Linked DNA regions of Sus scrofa: regions 1, 2, 3 and 5 are each linked to region 4. The links are chromatin contacts, called in public HiChIP or PLAC-seq and promoter capture Hi-C maps. All regions are on one chromosome and are shown on one strand. The core of a region is the stretch at or near the end of the contact, and the rest is flanking DNA. Distances in the headings are between cores, read along the strand shown. Region 1 has its middle 18 kb from the start of RBM4B. Region 2 holds the start of DPP3 (dipeptidyl peptidase 3). Region 3 holds the start of RBM4B (RNA binding motif protein 4B). Region 4 holds the start of CTSF (cathepsin F). Region 5 holds the start of RBM4 (RNA binding motif protein 4).

The links. Promoter capture Hi-C pulls out the DNA fragments that hold promoters and counts their contacts. HiChIP or PLAC-seq counts read pairs in DNA pulled down with a chosen protein or histone mark.
Region 1: a contact with region 4 is called in an H3K27ac HiChIP or PLAC-seq map of alveolar macrophages. The contact joins the enhancer-like site here to the promoter of CTSF in region 4. A contact is called at or near these places in 8 of 47 Hi-C or Micro-C datasets (adipose tissue, embryonic fibroblasts, fetal liver and 4 more) and 1 of 2 datasets of contacts at active chromatin or transcription factors (alveolar macrophages).
Region 2: an H3K27ac HiChIP or PLAC-seq map of alveolar macrophages shows a contact between it and region 4. The contact joins the promoter of DPP3 here to the promoter of CTSF in region 4. A contact is called at or near these places in 2 of 47 Hi-C or Micro-C datasets (heart right ventricle and liver) and 1 of 2 datasets of contacts at active chromatin or transcription factors (alveolar macrophages).
Region 3: a contact with region 4 is called in a promoter capture Hi-C map of fetal liver, with 5 times the contacts expected there. The contact joins the promoter of RBM4B here to the promoter of CTSF in region 4. A contact is called at or near these places in 5 of 5 promoter capture datasets (fetal liver, fetal skeletal muscle, liver and 1 more), 32 of 47 Hi-C or Micro-C datasets (adipose tissue, alveolar macrophages, blood and 14 more) and 2 of 2 datasets of contacts at active chromatin or transcription factors (alveolar macrophages and skeletal muscle).
Region 5: an H3K27ac HiChIP or PLAC-seq map of alveolar macrophages shows a contact between it and region 4. The contact joins the promoter of RBM4 here to the promoter of CTSF in region 4. A contact is called at or near these places in 2 of 5 promoter capture datasets (fetal skeletal muscle and liver), 4 of 47 Hi-C or Micro-C datasets (embryonic fibroblasts, heart right ventricle, liver and 1 more) and 1 of 2 datasets of contacts at active chromatin or transcription factors (alveolar macrophages).

Annotation. Positions count from the first base shown.
Region 1 is chr2:5,762,115-5,765,781 of Sscrofa11.1, forward strand. No RefSeq gene overlaps it. Among named protein-coding and RNA genes, the nearest start is that of RBM4B, 18 kb to the left of the region's middle. Within about 2 kb of position 1,982, at least 3 of the 83 cell types and tissues checked have an H3K27ac peak or open chromatin away from gene starts, as enhancers often do. A contact at or near this core is called in alveolar macrophages, where this site is marked.
Region 2 is chr2:5,946,445-5,950,220 of Sscrofa11.1, forward strand. DPP3 (dipeptidyl peptidase 3) reads right to left here and starts at 1,575. Exons shown (of 18, transcript XM_005654654.3): 1 at 69-1,575. The coding sequence starts at 120.
Region 3 is chr2:5,743,647-5,747,725 of Sscrofa11.1, forward strand. It overlaps RBM4B (RNA binding motif protein 4B), which reads left to right and starts at 2,628. Exons shown (of 2, transcript NM_001123188.1): 1 at 2,628-3,039. The coding sequence starts at 2,628.
Region 4 is chr2:5,852,842-5,856,751 of Sscrofa11.1, forward strand. CTSF (cathepsin F) reads left to right here and starts at 2,242. Exons shown (of 13, transcript XR_002341429.1): 1 at 2,242-2,584; 2 at 2,825-2,923; 3 at 3,220-3,304; 4 at 3,395-3,456; 5 at 3,549-3,624.
Region 5 is chr2:5,781,734-5,785,571 of Sscrofa11.1, forward strand. It overlaps RBM4 (RNA binding motif protein 4), which reads right to left and starts at 1,447. Exons shown (of 2, transcript NM_001123187.1): 1 at 1,036-1,447. The coding sequence starts at 1,447.

The sequences.
Region 1 (3,667 bases), core at 732-3,231, 91 kb before region 4:
ATGGCTTTACACCAGGCACCACTGAGTGCTAAGGGGTCAGGGAGATGAGATAGGCCTCAGAAATCTTGAGAGGGGAAAATATGAACAAAACAGTAATTACTATAAGAAATGTAAAAGCACTATGAGAGTTCAGAGGACAATTATATAATTAAACTCCAAAGCTTTTTTGGGGGGGAGGGACCCACACCCACAGCATGGATGTTCCTGGACCAGGGATCAAACCCATCCCGCAAGAGTGACCCAAGCCTCTGCAGCAACAACACTGGATCCTTAACCCACTGTACTGCAAGAGAACTCCAAGAGAGTTAACTTTTTTCTTAAAGCTTATTCTTTATGCCTTAAGATTAAAACTCTCTTTTCGTATTTCTTTCCTTTGAAATAAAAATATACTTATCAGGGAGTCCCCACTGTGGTTCAGTGGGTTAAGAACCAACAGTCTCCATGAGGATGGGGGTTTGATCTCTGGCCTCGCTCAGTGGGTTAAGGATCTAGCATTGCCACAAGCGGTGGTGTAGGTGGCAGATATGGCTCAGATCCGGTGTTGCTGTGACTGTGGTACAGGCCTTAGCTGCAGCTCCTATTCGACCCCTAGCCTGGGAACTTCCATAAGCCATGGCCATAAAAAAAATAATAATACACACACACACACACACCAGTCCACAAAGAGAATGAAATATTTGTGAGAGATGATGGCCAACATGTCCCTGTCCCATTTTGGAGAAAAAAATGAATTAATACCCAAAATACCCAAGGCCTTCCATCTCCATGGATTTCTTCCTGGACAGTCAGCTATTTAGGATGAAATTCTGGGCACCATGCAAGCAAGGACCAGCCACAGCAGCAGCATTCTGACACACTTCAAGTACAAGGCAAAATAAACCCCAGCCTGATTTAAATGTTGTTGCCAGGAGAAAAGCATCCAGGTCCCCCTAGGTGGTGTCTCAGAACTCCCTGACTTCTACTGCAACACCTTCCCTGCAGAGACAAAGACCCATTGAGCCACAGCTCCAACTTGGCAATAGCTTAGACTACTGCAGTCCAAGTCCTGCTCTTTTTAGGCCTGAGACAGCCCCAAATCTATACTTTCCTCTAACTGCCAGCCACACAGTGAAGTCAGTGTGGCATAGAAAGGGCACTCAATACACTGCACAGAGCCTGTCCACAAGGCAGGAAAGGAGGGTTAGTTGGCTGCAAGATAGCCCTGAAAAGGGAAACAACTTGCCTAAGACTGCTCTCATGGCTTGTTAGAATTTGGCTCACAAATCTGGTTCTCTGAGATATTTAGGAGGAGGAAGGAAGAAATAAAAATACATTCCTAGGAAGAGTTGTCAGCTCTGTCAGAAAAATCCATCTCAAGGCTTTAAGATCAAGGCTCTATTGCCGAGAAGTGCAAGAAATGAGAGATCAGCCACAGGAACCCACACATGGAAAGGTTGGCAAAATGATCTCAATCAGTAGTGCCTTAGGTTTGCAGGCCTTCTGAGGATCCAGGCAAAATTTAAATCGCACAATTATGGCGCTACAGGTTGAAGGACTCACTCCGGTCATTCTCTCTACTAATCCACAAGAACCAATGAGGTAGCATCCTTTGGCTCCCCTGGTAAAGCCAGGGCAGTTAAATGACTTGCCCCTGCCCCCAAGGTACATACACAGTAGGTGATTCCTACTGTGTGCTCACCACAGCAGAGAGATGAAGAAAGAAGCTACTGAAATGGAGAAGAGCAGCTGGCAGAGGCACCCAGTAGTCCTAAGGCTAGACCCTATTGAGTCTATAAGGAGGGGGTGGTGACGGGGTTAGCCTCTGCATTTGGCAAGGTGAACTACATTTCCAGCAACAGTGGTCCTGGCCCACCCTTGGCTCTGACCTGAGAGGCAGGACAATGGCTATGAGAATTAGGAAAATGAGTGGTTAGGGAAAGGCCCTCCCCACCCTAAGCACCACTATCCTCCTTCTACACTGCGGCATGGCCAGTGGTTTCAGGGCTATGTTGGTGAATCACACCAAGCCTCTCCATAGGACGAGAGTTTGAGGAACCTGGACGAAGACCATCTAAGCTGGGCACGTGGCCAACACCCCAGGGACCACAACGCTGTTGCCACCTTCCCCACCCCTACCTGGAACAGAACAAGGTGATTCACGATCAAGATGAGCAGAGGAGGAGGCTCAGAGATTTGGACCCTGCAGGGAAGTCAGAACTGGGACTGGACCACACTGTAACAGGCCTCAGGACACTCACTAGACTAATGGCTGAAATTTAGGCTCTGGAGCTCGAGGGCCAGAACTTAGATACAAGCTCTTTCTGTGGCCTTAGACATGCTACTTAATTTCTCTGAGCCTGTTTCATCATAAAATGGGAATTTTATTGTGTGAAGTAAATGTAAAGCACTCAGTTCGCTATTACTACCACAAACTGATGTGTGCAAGCAAAAGAGAAGCTTCCACTCTATTCTTGAAGGGAGTTACAGGGAGGGAGCTGTCATCACTCCTCCTTTGGTCTTCAAGGAACCCAGCCCCCGCCGCCCCGGTTCTTGCCCACTGTGGAACCTAGACATACCCACTCAAGCTTCGCCTTTAGGGATCACCAATCTCCAAGCTAAAGGGCCTTCCTAGGTTATCATTTCCACCACCTCTGCCTTTTTTTTTTTTTTTTTTTTTTGGCTTTTTAGGGCCACAGCTATGGCACATGGAAGTTCGCAGGCTAGGGGGCAAAAAAGCCATGGCCATAGCCATAGCAACTTGGGATCTGAGCTGCATCTGTGACCTACACCACAAGCTCATAGGAACGCTGGATCCTTAACCCAGAGTGAAGCCAGGACTCAAACCCGCATCCTCATGGATACTAGTCGGGTTCATTACCACTAAGCCACAATGGGAACTCCTTTTTTTTTAAACGTCTGCCTTTCTTGACGGCTGACATATAGAGTAGAGCACAACTCTAACCCTAATGGGCCATCTGGGAATCCTCTGGTCCTACCCAGGGCCTGGTCCTGTGCTGGCACTCAGTTTCTTGAGCAACTGATAACTGCTAAGGCAGTGAATGATGGGGACAAGGGTAGAGGATAGTATGTTCCTAAGAGAAGCACAACATTCAAATAGCTTATATATAAATACACATTATTAAATGCCCATTACAAGTCAGACACTGTTGCCAGGCACTGGGGCAGCCCCCTTACTTACAATTTATGAGGAAAATATTCAACGCATGAGTAAGCAAAGAAACTAAGTACCACAAAATACACAAACTGGGCACAATGGTAGGGAAGAATGGGGGTGGGGGTGGGGAAGCATCTCTTAGAGGTTGTCAGGGACCTTCCTCTGAAGCTTGATCCTGAAGCGAGGACCTGAAGAGTAAATCAGCCCTGGAGTTCCCGCTATGGCGCAACAGGATTAGCAGCATCTTGGGACCACTGGGACACAGGTTTGATCCCCGGCCCAGCACAGTGGGTTAAGGATCCAGTATTGCTACAGCTGCAGCTTAGATCTGATCCCTGGCCCGGGAACTCCATATGCCACAGGATGGCCAAAAAAGGGGGGGGGGGGAATAGCCCTAAAATAGTCAAGAGAAAAGGTCCTTTCAGCTAGAAGGCCGTGAGGCAGGGAAAGTCTTTAGTTAACAGGATCTGAAAGGAGGGCGTGTGGTTAGGAAAAGGTGAGGGGGAAAGGGAT
Region 2 (3,776 bases), core at 325-2,824, 93 kb after region 4:
GGTCCAGACTCGCCCTGTCTCCCGAGAATGGCACGCTGTGACCCCGAAACCCGGGCACCGCGCCTCACCTGCCGCAGCTGCTCGGATCGCAAACTCACTTCCTGCTTCCGGCTCCCCCATTCATTGGGCTCCGCGAACTCCGCCCCCACCCGCCAATTGCCGGGCCTCGGGGCTCGGATGGGCGTCGACTCCAGCCAATAGGCGCGCCGAGGGGACCTCCGCCGGCACGCCGGCTTCCCGCCCCCAGGCGCTACGGGGCCCTGCGCGGCATGGCCCTGCGGCCTTGGCCTCTCGTCCGCCGGGGGCGCTCGCGCGGGGGTCAGGAGTCTCCCGTGGCCGGCCGGGTGGTGGCCTAGTTACGACAGACTGGGCTGACCAGGTGCCCCGAGTCCAGGCCGGGCGGCGTGGCTGGCACGGACAGGGCACCGGGGATTTCCCCACAGAGAGTCCTGATCCCCGCTCTCTTGGGGGGTTTTCTGCGTCCTCCAACCTCTGTTTTGTTTGTAGGAACCTGCCCCTTGGGAGTGATGCCCCTTCCTCAGTGGATTCAAGGGCCGGGGATGGAGACTCTTCCGAGACTGTATTGCCTTCCGCGGGCTCCTGCCAGGGCCGAGTTGGTCCCACTGTGCGGAGATGCGGAGAAACGCCCCCGAGTGCTTCCCTGCGCCGCTTGCCACCAGCCTGGAGGGGCAGCAGCTAAATATCATCGAGCCGCAGTTTCCTCAGTAGAAAGCGGCAAGGGGCTTAGGAGTTTGCCGGTGCTTGCCGGGTTCCCGATGGGTGAGAAAGGCGCCTGTGACTGGGAAAGTTTGCTCAGGGTAGAGTCCATCCTGAAATCCGCTCTTGCATGTCTGGACAGACTCCCAGGAGGCTGGCCTGAGTGGGGAAAGGTTTGCGGAAGTGCCTAGTGACCAGCCTGGGCCCAGTGCAGAATACTGTGAGGGTCCCAGGTCAGAGAAAGGGGCAAAGCCAGGCCATCTAAGGTGGAATCAGGCTTCCACTGCCTACTGGCTGAGTGTCCTTGGAAAGGTCACTTTACCTCTCTGAGTCTTGACTTCCTCAGCCAAAACACCGAGCTGAAAATTGTCTTTACTGGAGGGATGTTGAAGGCTTGAGTAAGGTACTGACAGGGTAGTGCTGCCCCCTAGTGTTGTGCAGAGAGGACTGGAGGAGAGAGGACACCTGAAATCCACAGACCTTCCTTGCCGGGCTTTGCCACACTTGTGTCTATGCCCAGAGTTAGCAGCCGCCCACCACTGGTGCTGGTTCTCATTCACAAAAGGTGTTCAAGGCCCTGCTGAGCACAACCGTGCTGCTAACTGGTGATTTTGATGGTAATTATCACTATAGGGAGGAACTCAGAAAATAGCACCCCCCTCTTTTCTGTGCCTCAATTTTCACTGTCTTTAAAATGGGTGTAAAGCCTTCCCTGACTTGGATAAAGGAGGTAGTGCTGCTCATTGCCACCAGGGGGCAGCTTAGGCCAAGGAAAGATTCCAGTACTCCATGGAGCACCCCCAACCAAGCTGCTTTTTTTTTGCTTTTTAGGGCCACACCCATGTCATATGGAAATTCCCAGGCTAGGGGGCTAGGGGTGGAATACATGCTACAGCTCCTGGCCTATGCCAGAGCCACAGCAACACCAGATCTGAGCTGCATCTGTGACCTCTGGGCAACGCCGGATCCTTAACCCACTGAGCGAGGCCAGGGATCGAACCAGCAACCTCATGATTCCTAGCCAGATTCGTTTCCGCTGTGCCATGATGGGAACTCCCCAAGCTGCATTTTTAATCATCACAGCTAATACGAGCACTTCCTGAAGTACTGTGCTAGCGGCTTGACTTGGAGGATCTCATTACCTATTGTACATATGGGGAAAGTGAGGGTAATGGTTGTACTGACTTCCCTAAGGGTCCCTAGGAAGTCCTCGGGTGTTCCTAAAGTGGGGTCTAGACCTACTTAGACCTAACGACACAGTATCCCCCCACGTGCCCCAACACACACACACACACACACACACACACACAGTATCACATGGTCCACTCCCTGGAGTCATGACCATCCCCAGCCTTGGCTCTTTCCCATGAGAATGAAGAGGGATAGGTGAGAAAGTAACATTCAGTACATACAGGCAGTTCCCATCATGGCTCAGTGGGTTACAAACCCGACTAGTATCCACAAAGATGCGGGTTTGATTCCTGGCCTCGGTCAGTGGGTTAAGGATCTGGCGTTGCCATGAGCCATGGTGTAGGTCTCAGATGCAGCTTGAATCCTGTGTTGTTGTGGCTGTGGTGTAGGCCAGCAGCTGCAGCTCCAATTCAACTCCTGGCCTGGGACCTTTCATATGCTGCAGGTGTAGCCCTAAAAAGCAAAAAAAAAAAAAAAAGTACATACCATGTTACGGGTACTCTCCATACATTCACAACCATCTGGTGATGCAGGGAATGTTAGTCCATTTAACAGTTAAGAAGACTGAGGCTTCAAGAGTTGGAAAGGAGCAGAGCTGAGCCAAGGCCAGGGCTGTCTGGCCCCCCTCCACCAACATGTCTGAGTTCTTCCCCTATCTAGTTCCCAAGAAAGTGAGATGAAATCTAGGAAGAATTGAGTTCCTACTGCTCCGGATGTGTGTGCGCGTGTGTGTGAGAGAGAGTTGCAGTGTCTCCACATCCCCCCAGCATCCCATCTGGGTTCCCCCTCTGCAGCAGCAGGATGCTCTGGAATCAAAAATCTGATCACGTCCTCTTCTCACCACCAGCACGCATCCCCTGTCCTCTCAACAGCCCCAGGTGTGGTCTCTGTGGCTCCAACCAGCTGCGTGGATTGGGCCAGGTCCCTTCCCTCGGAATCTGTTCTCCCTCAGGCTCTGTCTTCCACTGGGGAAGATGCCCACATCAAGCTGGTACTCTTTTGATTTTTCCAGAATCTCCATCTACCTGTCTTTCCAGCTTTCTTGCCCCAGGAAAGGCCTGGAGCAACCCTAGCAGCACGCTGAGCTTGCCTTGGCTCTCAGACAGAGGTGACACTTAACCCAGGTGAATAGGGATCCTGTTCAGACTTGGACTCCATGGCAACCAAGGTCCCCCAGACCCCAGCCCCATGTCCCCACCCCTCTTTCTTCCTTTCTGCCCCTCCACACCCAGCTCATTGGTTGTCAAGCGTCTTCCTTGCTGCACTTTGGCCCATGCTGTCCCCTTACCTGGGCTGCCCTCCCACCCCATCCCTCCCCGTTCAAGGAAAGCAGCCCAGTGAGACGGAGACGGAAGGCTCCGAGGCCAGGCGGGTGGTGTGGATTCAAATCTGACTTGGCCACTTTCTAGCTGTGTGACCTGGAGCGTGTGCTTTAATCTCCCTGTAACCAGAAATGGTAACATCTCCCTCCCTGGGTTACGGTGAGGATTAAATAACAAACCCTCTGCCAGGCAGCGATCGGTGCCTGGTGAGTGCTCGTGAACGTGGTTATTATCACCATCGGCACAGGGCACGAGGGGGGCGTTCAGTAATAGCAGCCCTTGTGTCACAGCCCACACTCTAGAACCGTGAGTCCTCTCTCCTCCCTCAACTCCTGTTTAGAAGTGGGGTTCCCAACCTCCCTCCAGCATCTTCCCTGCCAGCACGGCCCCAACCTCCAGGCCCCTTTCTGCCCCGCTGCAGTCCATGCTGCAGCCACTCTGAACCCCTCACTCAGTTCCCTGCACACTTACACCTGAGCCTGTGCCCCGCCTCCCTTCTGTCTGGGGCCCCCTCCCTCCCCTCCTGTAAGGATCCCCAGCCAGCCA
Region 3 (4,079 bases), core at 1,378-3,877, 110 kb before region 4:
AAATAGATGAGGGGACAGGAGTTGGAATGGTACAGTCAGAGCTATGAGGAGGAACAATATAAAAAGAGGAGAAAAGAATGGTGAAAATGAAAATATTAAAAGGGTGAAAACTGCTAAAACACCATTAGTTTTGGTGACCTCAGAAAACTTGCAGAATTGGAGAAAGACCTCAAAAGACAGTGCATGACGGTGAATGACAGACAGCAGGTCCGGACTCTATTTGCAAAGTCTGTGCTGGAACACAGGAAGAAACCCAAGTTAGAAAACAAGCAACGGTGGGAGTTCCGGTCATGGCGCAGTGGAAATGAATCCGACTAGAAACCATGAGGTTGCAGGTTCGCTCCCTGGCCTCGCTCAGTGGGTTAAGGGTCCGGCATTGCCATGAGCTGTGGTGTAGGTCACAGACACGGCTCGGATCTGGCATTGCTGTGGCTGTGGCATGGGCCAGCAGCTGTAGCTCCAGTTAGACCTCCAGCCTGGGAACCTCCATATGCCGCAGGTGCGGCCCTAAAAAGACAAAAGACAAAAAAAAAAAACAAAAAAAAAAACAGTAATGGTGAAGATGACTGTAAACTATTTCAGAAATGGGCAAGGAGGTCCCTACACATGTTTCAAAAGTCTGAGTGTAGAGAGAAACTGGAAATGACCAAGAAGAGAGGGAAAAGGAGAGAGAAATAGAATTAGGTGGGAGACAAACATGAGTGTTATCAGAATTGGAAGAACAGTGCCTCTTCTGAAATTGCCGGAATTTCAAAAAGAATTCAGGGAAAGAAACATAACAAAGTAGTTGGGCAGGAAGAGAGCAGCCTGGAGAATTTGTGCCTGATAGTATCTGAGAGGATATCAAGGAGGAACGGTGACTGACAACCAACCTGGCATGCTCTACCTGCAGATAAGCTCAGGCCATCCATCTCCATAAATGTCTATTCTTTGTTCAAAGCTAACAGCGAGTAATTCACATTAATAACTTCCCTTCTTGCCACCAGGAGGTGCCCTTGGACCACAGCTGAGTTCTGAAAGCGAGGAAGTGCCGGGGAACTCAATTTCCCAGCCCTCCCGCGGCTTGGTGTGCACGTGGGGACGCTGGGCTACCCCTGAAACAAGCACCCTCTCTGGGCCTGCACACCAGGTATTCCTTTGGTGTGCTCGCCAAGGACCAGAAACGCGAATGACACACAATTAGGGCCTAGTTCTCTAGCTAGGGAGGGAAAACTCGCCTTTCAATACATATGACAAACGAAACTTAACTAAGTTAGCCTCTTAGAGCTACTCAGCTCTGCCATTTTTAGTCCTCCGTTTCCTCACCAATGAATAATGTTTGCAATTTAAAAATTTTTAATTATGTTTAAAAACTCTACAAAGAAAGATTAGGTTTGCCTAAAATGTGGCGCGCCCGTATTTCTCAAACGTTCTCCCAAGCGGCCGTAGAGGATGGCCAGGCCTCTGAGAAAACCGCCTTTTAGCGGACCCAGTGAGATAACCCTTTGTCATCAGCCACTGCCCTCCTCCCCCACCCCCATGGCCCAATAGCACGATCCATTGTGATGCTTAGTGACTCTCCCGGGCTTCTGATTTCACCCAGGCAGTGGTTGCGTCCAGAGCCCTTCTGACGCAGGAGCTCCGACCCGCCACCTTCCAGGGTGGTGATTGGCTACCGGGGGGCAGGGGGCGGGCTGACCTCCGCGCCGCAGCGCCGTCACCAGCTGGCCCCGCCCCTGTATCGGGGCGGCTGGGAGCCGAGCCCCGGGCAGCCATTTGTATGCGGCCGCGGGATTGGTCGCCCGGCTCCCGCGAGGGGGAGGGGAGGGAGGCAGCGCGCACTCGCGCGTGCGTGAGCTGGCGCGCGAGAAAGGGCCCGGTCCCGCCGAGGCTCGAGCGGCCGTCGCCATTTTGTAGGGTTCTCTCTGACGCGGGAGCCGCCGCCACCGCCGCCGCCACCCGGAGGTGCGAGGGGTTCTTGTGGGTGTGTGGGGGGCCTGGGAGCGGGCCGGGCCGGGTCTCTGGCGGACGGGGACGGCCTAGGGTTTGCCGTTCTCCTCACACTGCAAGAGGTCCGGGAAGACAACGGGAGGAGGCGGGGCCGGGTCTCCGGAGGGGGCGGGGCAGGGGTCAGGTCGAGTCTTTGTTGGGGCGAAGGAACTGGAGTTGGGCCGCTTGAAGAGGGGTGGTCCTAGTTTGGGGCCAAGGAGGCCTTTTTATTCCTAGAGTATCGTGAAAGGTGATGCTGCACGGAGGAGAGGTACCCAGATTTCCCTCCAAAACCGTTGTTACCAGGGACAGTCAGATAGATGCCTCTTGCTCCCAGCTTGGAGTCTTCTCGTACCTGCTCCCCCAAAAAGAGTTTTTTAAACCAACCCTGTGCTTAGAATGTGCCTCATTTTACAGAGATGTTGGACTATGCAATGCATGCTGACACCCGCTCTGTTTGCACATTACACAGAGCTTACACTACTCTTTCAAAGCAAATCTTTTCCCTCCGCTCTTGGAAGAATAATGAATGTCTATGTGAGGATCTTGAAGATGCCAAGAACTTCGGAGGATTAATCCAAAATGCAGTGTACCGAAAATTTCTCCTCCACTGCTAACTTTTGGAAATTTCGTTTCTTTTCTCCCAGGCTCTTGTCAGGATGGTAAAGCTGTTCATTGGGAACCTGCCCCGGGAGGCCACAGAGCAGGAGATCCGCTCACTGTTCGAGCAGTATGGGAAGGTGCTGGAATGTGACATCATTAAGAACTACGGCTTTGTACACATAGAGGACAAGACGGCGGCCGAGGATGCCATTCGCAACCTGCACCACTACAAGCTGCACGGGGTGAACATCAACGTGGAAGCCAGCAAGAATAAGAGCAAAGCTTCAACCAAGTTGCATGTGGGCAACATCAGTCCTACTTGTACCAACCAAGAGCTTCGGGCCAAATTTGAGGAGTACGGTCCAGTCATCGAATGTGACATCGTGAAAGATTATGCCTTCGTACACATGGAGCGGGCAGAGGATGCGGTGGAGGCCATCAGGGGCCTTGACAACACAGAGTTTCAAGGTGAACTGCCCTGGGGCCTGGGTGGCGAGAGTGAGTGGGGTCTAGTTCTAGACAGAGGCAGAAACACAGGACCATGGGTCTGGTAGGGTGGTGTCTTCCATTCTATTTCGGTTGGAAATAATAGATTGTATGTTTACCACACTTCAGCACAACTTACTCTTGGAGAAGCAAACACTTCTCCTTTTCACCTTTGCCAAGATGTTCCTCAGCAACTTTGTAGAATCTCAAACAGTGGGGGTTACCTTATCCTGCAGCCTTCATTCACTTAAGTGCTGTTGGAGGTTTAATCTGCCTGGGCCAATGAGTACCTCATGGGAGAGGGGAGGACGAAGGCCTGTGGCTTACCTGCTTCTTTTATGATATGATGGAAAGTGTTATATTAGAGAATTTATTTAATTTTTTGGACTGCGGCCACAGCATGTGAAAGTTCCTGGGCCAAGGATCGAACCCACACCACAGCAGTGACAATGCCAGATCCTTAACTTGCTGAAGCACCAGGGAGTTCCTTTTAGTTTTATTTATTTATTTATTTATTTTTTGAGATTTTAAATGGTTAAGATTTATACTCTTTACTGCTTTGAGGTATGAGTTATGGGAAAGGAGAACCGAGACATCTAGAGGTGTTCCTGGTGGTGACTCTGGATTAGCTCTTTGCTCAGATTTGCTCAGTACTGTGAACTATACAAGCAGGTCCAGAGACCATGGCAGGGACTAGACTGTTCCACTTACTGTTATTTAACTCGAAGGGAAAAAAAGAAAATTTCTAAAAATATTAGGTTGAATGGGAGTGATGGTCCTGCTTATGAGATTTGCAGTAAGGCTGCTGTATTATTTATGTTATTAATAAAGGTACATATGTTGTCGTTAATGCCAGGAGGTTGTCTGAAGACTCTAGAACTGTGCTCATGTGGTAGCCACTAGCCCCATGTGACTTTTAAATTGAAATGAAATTTTAAGATTTGGTTTCTCAGTTGTGCTGCACACCTTTCAAGCATTCAGAGTCATATGAGGCTAGCGGTTGCTGTATTAATGCAGATATG
Region 4 (3,910 bases), core at 992-3,491:
TTTTTTCTTTTTACGGCCATACCTGCAGAATATGAAAGTTACCAGGCCAGGGGTCAAATCAGCTGCAGCTGCATCTTATGCCACAACACCAGATCCTTGACCCACTGAGCAAGGCCAGGGATTGAACCCAAATCCTCACAGACAGTATTGGGTCCTTAATCTGCTGAGCCACAATGGAAACTCCAAAATTGGTTTGTTTGGGTTTTTTTTTTGGCTGTACCCATGGCATGTCGAAGTTCCCCGGGCCAGGGACTGAACCTGTGGCACAATAGTGACCAGAGCCACAGCAATGAAAACACCAGATCCCTAACCCACTGAGCCACAAGGGAACTCCACTTTCTCTTCCTTGAGATACTTTCCTTTTTTCTACTTTCTTTCTTCTCTCTCTCTCTCTTTTTTTTTTTTTTTTTTTTTTTTAGCTTTTTAGGGCCGCACTTGTGGCCCATGGAGGTTCCCAGGCTAGGGGTCTAGTCAGAGCTGTAGCTGCCAGCGTACACCACAGCCATAGCAACTCGGGATCTGAGACACATCTGCAAGCTGCACCACAGCCCATGGCAATGCTGGATCCTTAACCCAGTGAGTGAGGGCGGGGATCGAACCCGCAACATCACAGGTACTAGTCGGATTCATTTATACTGCTCCACCTTGGGAACTTCCTCTTCTACTTTCTTGACATCACCCTCTCTTAGTCGCTCAATGTCCATTTATTCCCAGTCTCCTCTGCTGCCTCCCTCTTTTCAGCTCAGCTTCTGAACTTTGGCATGCCCCTGCTTCACTATCCTCATGGGTAATTGTACAATTTTTCTCTTGAAGGTTGTTGTGAGAATTGCCCGAGATAACATATGTGTGACTTTTTTTTTTTTTTTTTTTCCCAGAGGCATATGGAGTTCCCAGGCCAGGAATCAGATCCGAGCCACAGTTTCAACCTAAGCCAAAACTGCAGCAACGCTGGATCCTTAACCCACTGTGCTGAGCCCAGGATAGAACCTGCGTCCCAGGGCTCCCAAGACACTGCTGATCCTGTTGCACCACAGCAGGAACTCCAACATGTGTGACTTAAAATATCCTTCCTTTTCCTCCATGAATTATAAGTATGTCTCTTGCCTCAGTCTGATGAGAAGATAAGTCACACTTTCTTCCAGACACTCATCAGGAGGCTCCAGTGTCCAGGGAACAGGCTTTGGGGAAGATGGTTTCCCACAAAGGTGAAATACGACAGACACCAATGTGGATCTCTGGAAATCTGGATCTAAGAAAAGTCCCAATGCCTCTCCCATAGCCGGTCACATCTTGGAGGAAAATTCCTTTCTCACCTGTCTCTCCACTACACTGGAAGCTTCCAATAGGCAGCACTATGCTTAGTGCATCTGCGCTTCCTCTTGTTGGGCCCTGGAACATAGTGGTGAATGCTTACAAAAGATCAGTCCCAGCCCCCTGCACTGTTTGCACATTTGCCTCTGATCCCCATAACAGCCTGAGGCACTGCCAGTCCAGAGAATATTAGGTGCCATTTTACTGATAAAAAGAGAGGAACCGGAGTTCCCGCCATGGCTCAGTGGTTAACGAACTTGACTAGCATCCATAAGGATGCAGGTTCGATCCCTGGCCTAGCTCAGTGGGTTAAGGATCCCCTGTAGCTGTGAGCTGTGGTGAGGTCGCAGACGAGGCTCAGATCCAGTGTTGCTGTGGCTCTGGCCTAGGCCGGCAGCTACAGCTCTGATTTGATCCCTAGTCTGGGAACCTCCATATGCCCTGGGTACGGCCCTAAAAAGACAAAAAAAGAGAGAGAAAAACGAAAGAGAGGATCAAGCTGTGAACTCAAGCTCTGAGGCCAACTCCCTGGGTTCAAGTCCGGCTCTTTCACGTAACAGATGTTTGGCAAAGCCATTTAAATTCTCTAAGCCTCCATTTCCTCACTGATTAGATGCGGGTAACACCTACTTCGCAGGATGGCTACCGTGATTAGAGAGGGATGGCATAAACCGTGTAACATATAATAAGCACGCAAGAAATGCCAGTTATTATTTCTATTCTCAGGCCAGCATCCTCTCCCCTCCCCAAACAGCAGATCCAAGACCTAAAAAGATTACTTCAAGGCTGCAACCCCGGGCCCCCTCCAGCCCCGGCTGCTGCTACGCCGCTTTAGGGTGCGATTGTAATTCCGCGCCTGCGCGGCCGGCGCGCCCCACGTGCCTCACGTAAACAACATAGTGCGCAGGCGCACCCCGCCGGCGCCCATTGGCCGGCGCCCCGCGGTCTCTGGAGCTGCGGGTGGGGGACGAGGGCCCTCCGGCTGCGGGCAGCTCCGCCCGGTCGGTTGGTCCGCGCGTTGCTTTGTGCGTGAGTCCGGGCCGCCGGTTTCGCCCTCGCCATGGCCCCCTGGCTGCAGCTGCTGTTGCTGCTGGGGCTGCTCCCGGACGCCGCTCCCGCCCCCAAGAAGCCCCGAGCGGCCGGCCCGCAGGCCAGGGAGCTGGCGTCCCCGGAGCTCCTGGCGCCCGCCCGCTTCGCCCTGGAGATGTACAACCGCGGCCGGGCTGCCGGGACGAGGGCCGCGTTGAGGGCCGTGCGCGGACGCGTCCGCCGGGTGAGGACCCACTCGGGGCGGGAGCTCTCCGGTCCGGAGCGAGCGGGGCCCTCGTCGGAGGGCTGGGAACTTGGGGCGAGGGCGTTGGACGCCAGACCTGGGGAGGGGGCTAAACTTGGGGCGGGGGCGTTGGATCTCTAGTGATTGGGAAGAGGAAGGGACATGGTGGATCTGTCGACCCAGTGAAAGCCGGACGAAGGAGGGAGTGGCTCTGGGTGCCTCATCCTTCCTTCCATCCAGGCGGGCCGGGGGTCGCTGTACTCCCTGAAGGCCACTCTGGTGGAGCCTCCCTGCAACGACCCTACCGTGTGCCAGCTCCCTATATCCAAGAAAACCCTGGTGAGTGATGGGGTTCCTGCGCTTTCCTGCCCCCGGACTGAGTCTGGCAGTCCTTTGGCTGATGGGTCAGGTTTCTAGAGGGAGCTTTTGAGGCCTCGGCTACTCCACCCTGAGTCCCTAACCAGGCCTGGACGGCTAGAGACCAAGATGCTGTGAAAGGGAGGGTGTCTGCCCGGCTCTCCACTCTGGGGGTGATTGCCTTGGAGCTGGTCTTCATCTGAGACCCCTCCAGCTCCTTCTTGCCGAGGCCTTGCTCCCAACCCAGTCCCCTGACTGGCTTCCTCATCTGCCTCCAGCTCTGCAGCTTCGAAGTCCTGGACGAGCTGGGAAAACACATGCTGCTGAGGCGGGACTGTGGCCCAGTGGATACCAAGGTTACAGGTGCTGGGACAGCCCAGGATGCTGGGAGAGCTCAGGTCACACCTCACCTAGGGTTCAGTCCTAACTCTTCTCTGTTGGAACCCTCTCCAGATGACACAAACGAGACTTTCAGTTCATTCCTCCCACTGTTGAACAAGGATCCCCTGCCCCAGGTGGGAAGCTGGCTGCTGCCTTATGTCCCCTCTCTTCCCCTCCCTGGTCAGTCTGAGAAGGACTCCTTGAAAAGACCCCTCTGCCTTTCCAGGACTTTTCTGTGAAGATGGCTTCGATCTTCAAGGAATTTGTCACCACCTATAATCGGACGTATGATACAAAGGAGGGTGAGGACCCAGCCTTGGCTGTAGCTGTCCCAGTCAGGTCAGGGCCTTCCCCCCAACTTGGCACCGTGGTGTTGGAGAGGGGAAGGGCACAAGAGATCCTTTCAAGGACGCCCTAAATTCCCGAGTTCTTGCTCAGCCTCCCAGGACCTGGCATCTGTCTCAGGTACCTGACCCCTTCTCCCATCTGGTTTTCAGAAACCATAGGTCTCCATCTTTCTGGATAAAGTGGGGTGGGGCAAAGGCCACATTTTCTCTGTTGGAGGACCCCCAGCAGGGTGGCCTTTGC
Region 5 (3,838 bases), core at 197-2,696, 72 kb before region 4:
AGTGTTGCTCAGGAGAAGGAGCAGCCACTGCCTTGTCTGGGCTAAAAAAAATATGTTAAAAATGTAACAAGGCATTGTGGGAATACCCCAAAATTTAGTAGTAGTTACACCAAAAGAGAAAGGCTTTTTTGACACTGGAAATCCAAAGTGAGTGAAAGAAGAGTTAGCAACTCACCATGGTTACCACCCCCTTCACTACTGCCACTCTGGCCATAGGAACTTCGATCTTAAAGCAAGAAAATAAAATACCTTCCAAATGAACTATCTATCCATAGTATCACTCATGCTCCCTTCCAGGCACACTAATAATTCATCTAACAAGGCTCCAAGACAACACCCATCCAAATGCTCTATTCACCAAGGATATTGAACCAGTCAAAAGGTATTGTCATCACTGCCCCCCAACTCAGAAACTCCTGAGATTAGCCTCAATTCTAAAGTGTTCTCATCCTCCAATCAGAACCTCTTAGTACAAGTGTAACAGAAAAACAGTAAGTACTATAGCTCTTAAAGACACTAGTTCTCTAAAAACTAGTTTAACAACTAATTACATTTACTGGGAAGCTGTAATTGGGATGAGGTGGGGAGTTTAACAGATAATCTTAACTCTTAAATAACATCGCTTAAGCCAGCTTTTGCCAGGTCCTCCAAATGCAAAATAACATGTGCTAAAGCAATAAATTTCAGAGTGGACCACTGCTATACGCTCCACTCAAAAAAAAAAAAAAAAAAAAAAAAAGACGACGACAAAACAACTAAAGAACTCTTCAGAGAAAAGGATTTCTGCACTAATAGGCATAAAAGCCTAGGGGCTCCAAACTATAGCCAAGTGGTTCTTCTCCTAGACTTGATTTGCTCTAAGTAAAGCCTCTAAACCACATGCTTTCTCCATTTTAAGTCCATCACCCACACTTAATCTTCACCATTAGCCTGCCAACAGCTGTATCTCTATCCTAGACCTCTTCCTTTACTTATCCAACCTATCTTCTACACAAAAACTTGTGCTCAGTCCTCTTCCCAAAGAGGGTGGTTCACCTTGAAACTCTGTGTTGTCAAGGCCTCTGATGGCCTCCACTGCATCCTCTGCCCGCTCCATGTGTACGAAGGCATAATCTTTCACGATGTCACATTCGATGACTGGACCGTACTCCTCAAATTTGGCCCGAAGCTCTTTGTTGGTGCAAGTAGGACTGATGTTGCCTACGTGCAACTTTGTGGAGGTTTTGCTCTTATTCTTGCTGGCTTCCACGTTGATGTTCACCCCGTGCAGCTTGTAGTGGTGCAGGTTGCGAATGGCATCCTCGGCCGCCGTCTTGTCCTCTATGTGTACAAAGCCGTAGTTCTTAATGATGTCACATTCCAGCACCTTCCCATACTGCTCGAACAGTGAGCGGATCTCCTGCTCTGTGGCCTCCCGGGGCAGGTTTCCAATGAACAGCTTCACCATCTCGGACACAGCCTAGGCGAGAAGAAACAAAAATTCTAACAAAAGACCTCAGGCCCACATCAGTTACCAATTTCGGTCTGACAAATATTGCCAGTTTTCCCCCTCTAACACACTTCACACGCACACCTCTACAACATCATCAAAAGGAAATGGAAATAAGGAGGCCCGTTAGACTTCCAGCTGTGGAACCTATAAAAACATGAAAGCATCTATAACAGAGCTCTTTAGTAGACATAGACAAAGGATTTGCTAAGAGTTTCGTAGTTCTTCCAAACGGGAATGGAAACGAAAAGTGAGGGCATAAATGTAGCCCGGGGGGGTGGTGTTACTGGGCTTCCTATCCACTGTAAAAAAGAAATCTCTAACTACCCTGCTAGCTGGATTGACCGTCTGAAATTATGAACTGGGTCGTCTTCTCATAACCAAAGAATTAGCCACCATTTCCGGAAAATTGGACCTTGTAATAGCTACGTTTTAGGGCTTCCCTTGGAAGCAGTGAACCGGTGCCTTAGGCCGGAGACCGAAGCGTTCGGGGACCACAGGAAGTGCTGGAGCGGGGAACGCCTCTCTAGGGGCGCCGTCCTACAAGCTCCTGCAGAATAGAGAAACGCATGGCCGGAGAAGGGGGCTTCAGACTCACCAGCCGGCCAACGTCTCGAGGCTTGAGAAATTCTCGAAAAAGGATCTTAATTTCTAAGTCTAAGGGAAGCGCGGTTATCTCCGTGGAAACCACGAGGCTGTAAGCCAGGCAGAGAGGGCTAGGTGGGGAGAAGGCAAGGTATTCTCTGAGGAGATCGTGGGGGAAGGGCTGCTTCAGGCTTACCGCGCAATGCCGAGCACCGAGGTCGTCTCTCAGTGACGGGTGCGGAGGCCACAACCCCACTAGGACAGCCCTGAGGCGCAAAGAAGGAGTTAAGATTTAACGAGACAAAAGAAAGGCAGTGGAGGGGTTCGGAGTCGCTCACCCGCACGAAAATCAGCAGGGGCTCTTCCTCGCGGCGCGGACGCTCCTGACAAAACGCTAAAATGGCGGCGGCCGCAGAAGTGACTCTGGGTAGAGGGAGGTGAGCCTATCACAGGATTGGCTGCTCAATAAAGTAAAAGGCAGGCGTTCCCGTAGATCCTCTTCCTGATTGGTTACCACGAATGCCAATTACCTGAGGCCGGGAAGAGGTGTAAACGTCAGTAACCCCGAAGCGTTTAGACGAAAGCCAATGAGCACCTCTCTCGAGAAGCCGAAGTCATTGATTGGGTGAGAGGTCGGCGTGAAGGCGGAACTACCAACGTGGGCTTCGCTGGCGGGGTTCCGCCCGCCATTAGGCGGAGCGAGTTAGAGCTCTGGTGTGGCGGTGTTTAGCTTCATGGCGCCAACTTTGTCAAGCTTCCACATCTCGCCAATCCACGTGCGCTCCGTTTTGCCTTCTCCTCCAAATTTAAACTCCCGAACACCAACCCCTTGCAGCCACGATGCTGCGGATGGTAGCTTACGCAGACCCAGAAACCAGGTAAGAAAACAGCGTCCCACCTAAAAAAACCAGCCTCCTCCTTTGGCCAAGAATTTACACCGGATCCCGGAGCAAACCCCGAATTGAAACTATTTTCATGGGTGGTAAAAGGAACGCTTAACGGGTTCAGCTTCAATTAGGGTATAAAGTCCCCGAGGCGGGCTCGGTTGAGGGCTGCATCACTCGGGAGGCACCGTGGAAGCAAGTTCCCTGGGGGAACCAACCTCCCAGGGTCCAAGACGAAGAAAAGACTCCTCTGTGTGACCGTGGAGATCGAGCAAACACCCCCACCCTGCCCTGAGGAAAAAACTGGAGCAGAAAAGTTTTTTGCTTTATTTTATTGGGCGCCATCAACCAAAGCTGTAGGTTTATAACTCCTAGAACCGATCTTAGAGGGAAGAGCCTAATCACAACCAGCTATAAGCAAAATACAGTAACAGCACTCTGGATCCAGAGTCCAGCTTCCCTTATCACTTTTCAAATCATCTTTTGGCTTCTTCACATAATACCATATTCATTGAACAAGCAATGATCCTTATGCAAAGCAGCTTTTGAAGAGGTTTTTTTGGGGGGGGGGTGTGGATGGAAGAACTTAAGATAGCACAAGTAGAACATACCACCGTTCAAAGCACCCCCCCTTCCGTGGGGTGTGGATCATAAAAATGGTGAAGTCAAAGTTATGAAAATGTATTTTAAAACCTGACATAACTTAAATCAAATGGTGGGAAACTGGTCAAGAATTCATTCTAGAGTGGGAAAAGGTAAGAACCTAAAAATCAGAACAATTACACGAGGTAGTAGTGGTCACTACTCTTGGTCCATTTTCATTGTGGATCCTGATGCTGACTGCAACCTTACCAGTAAAGGCCACAGGGATCAGCGATGA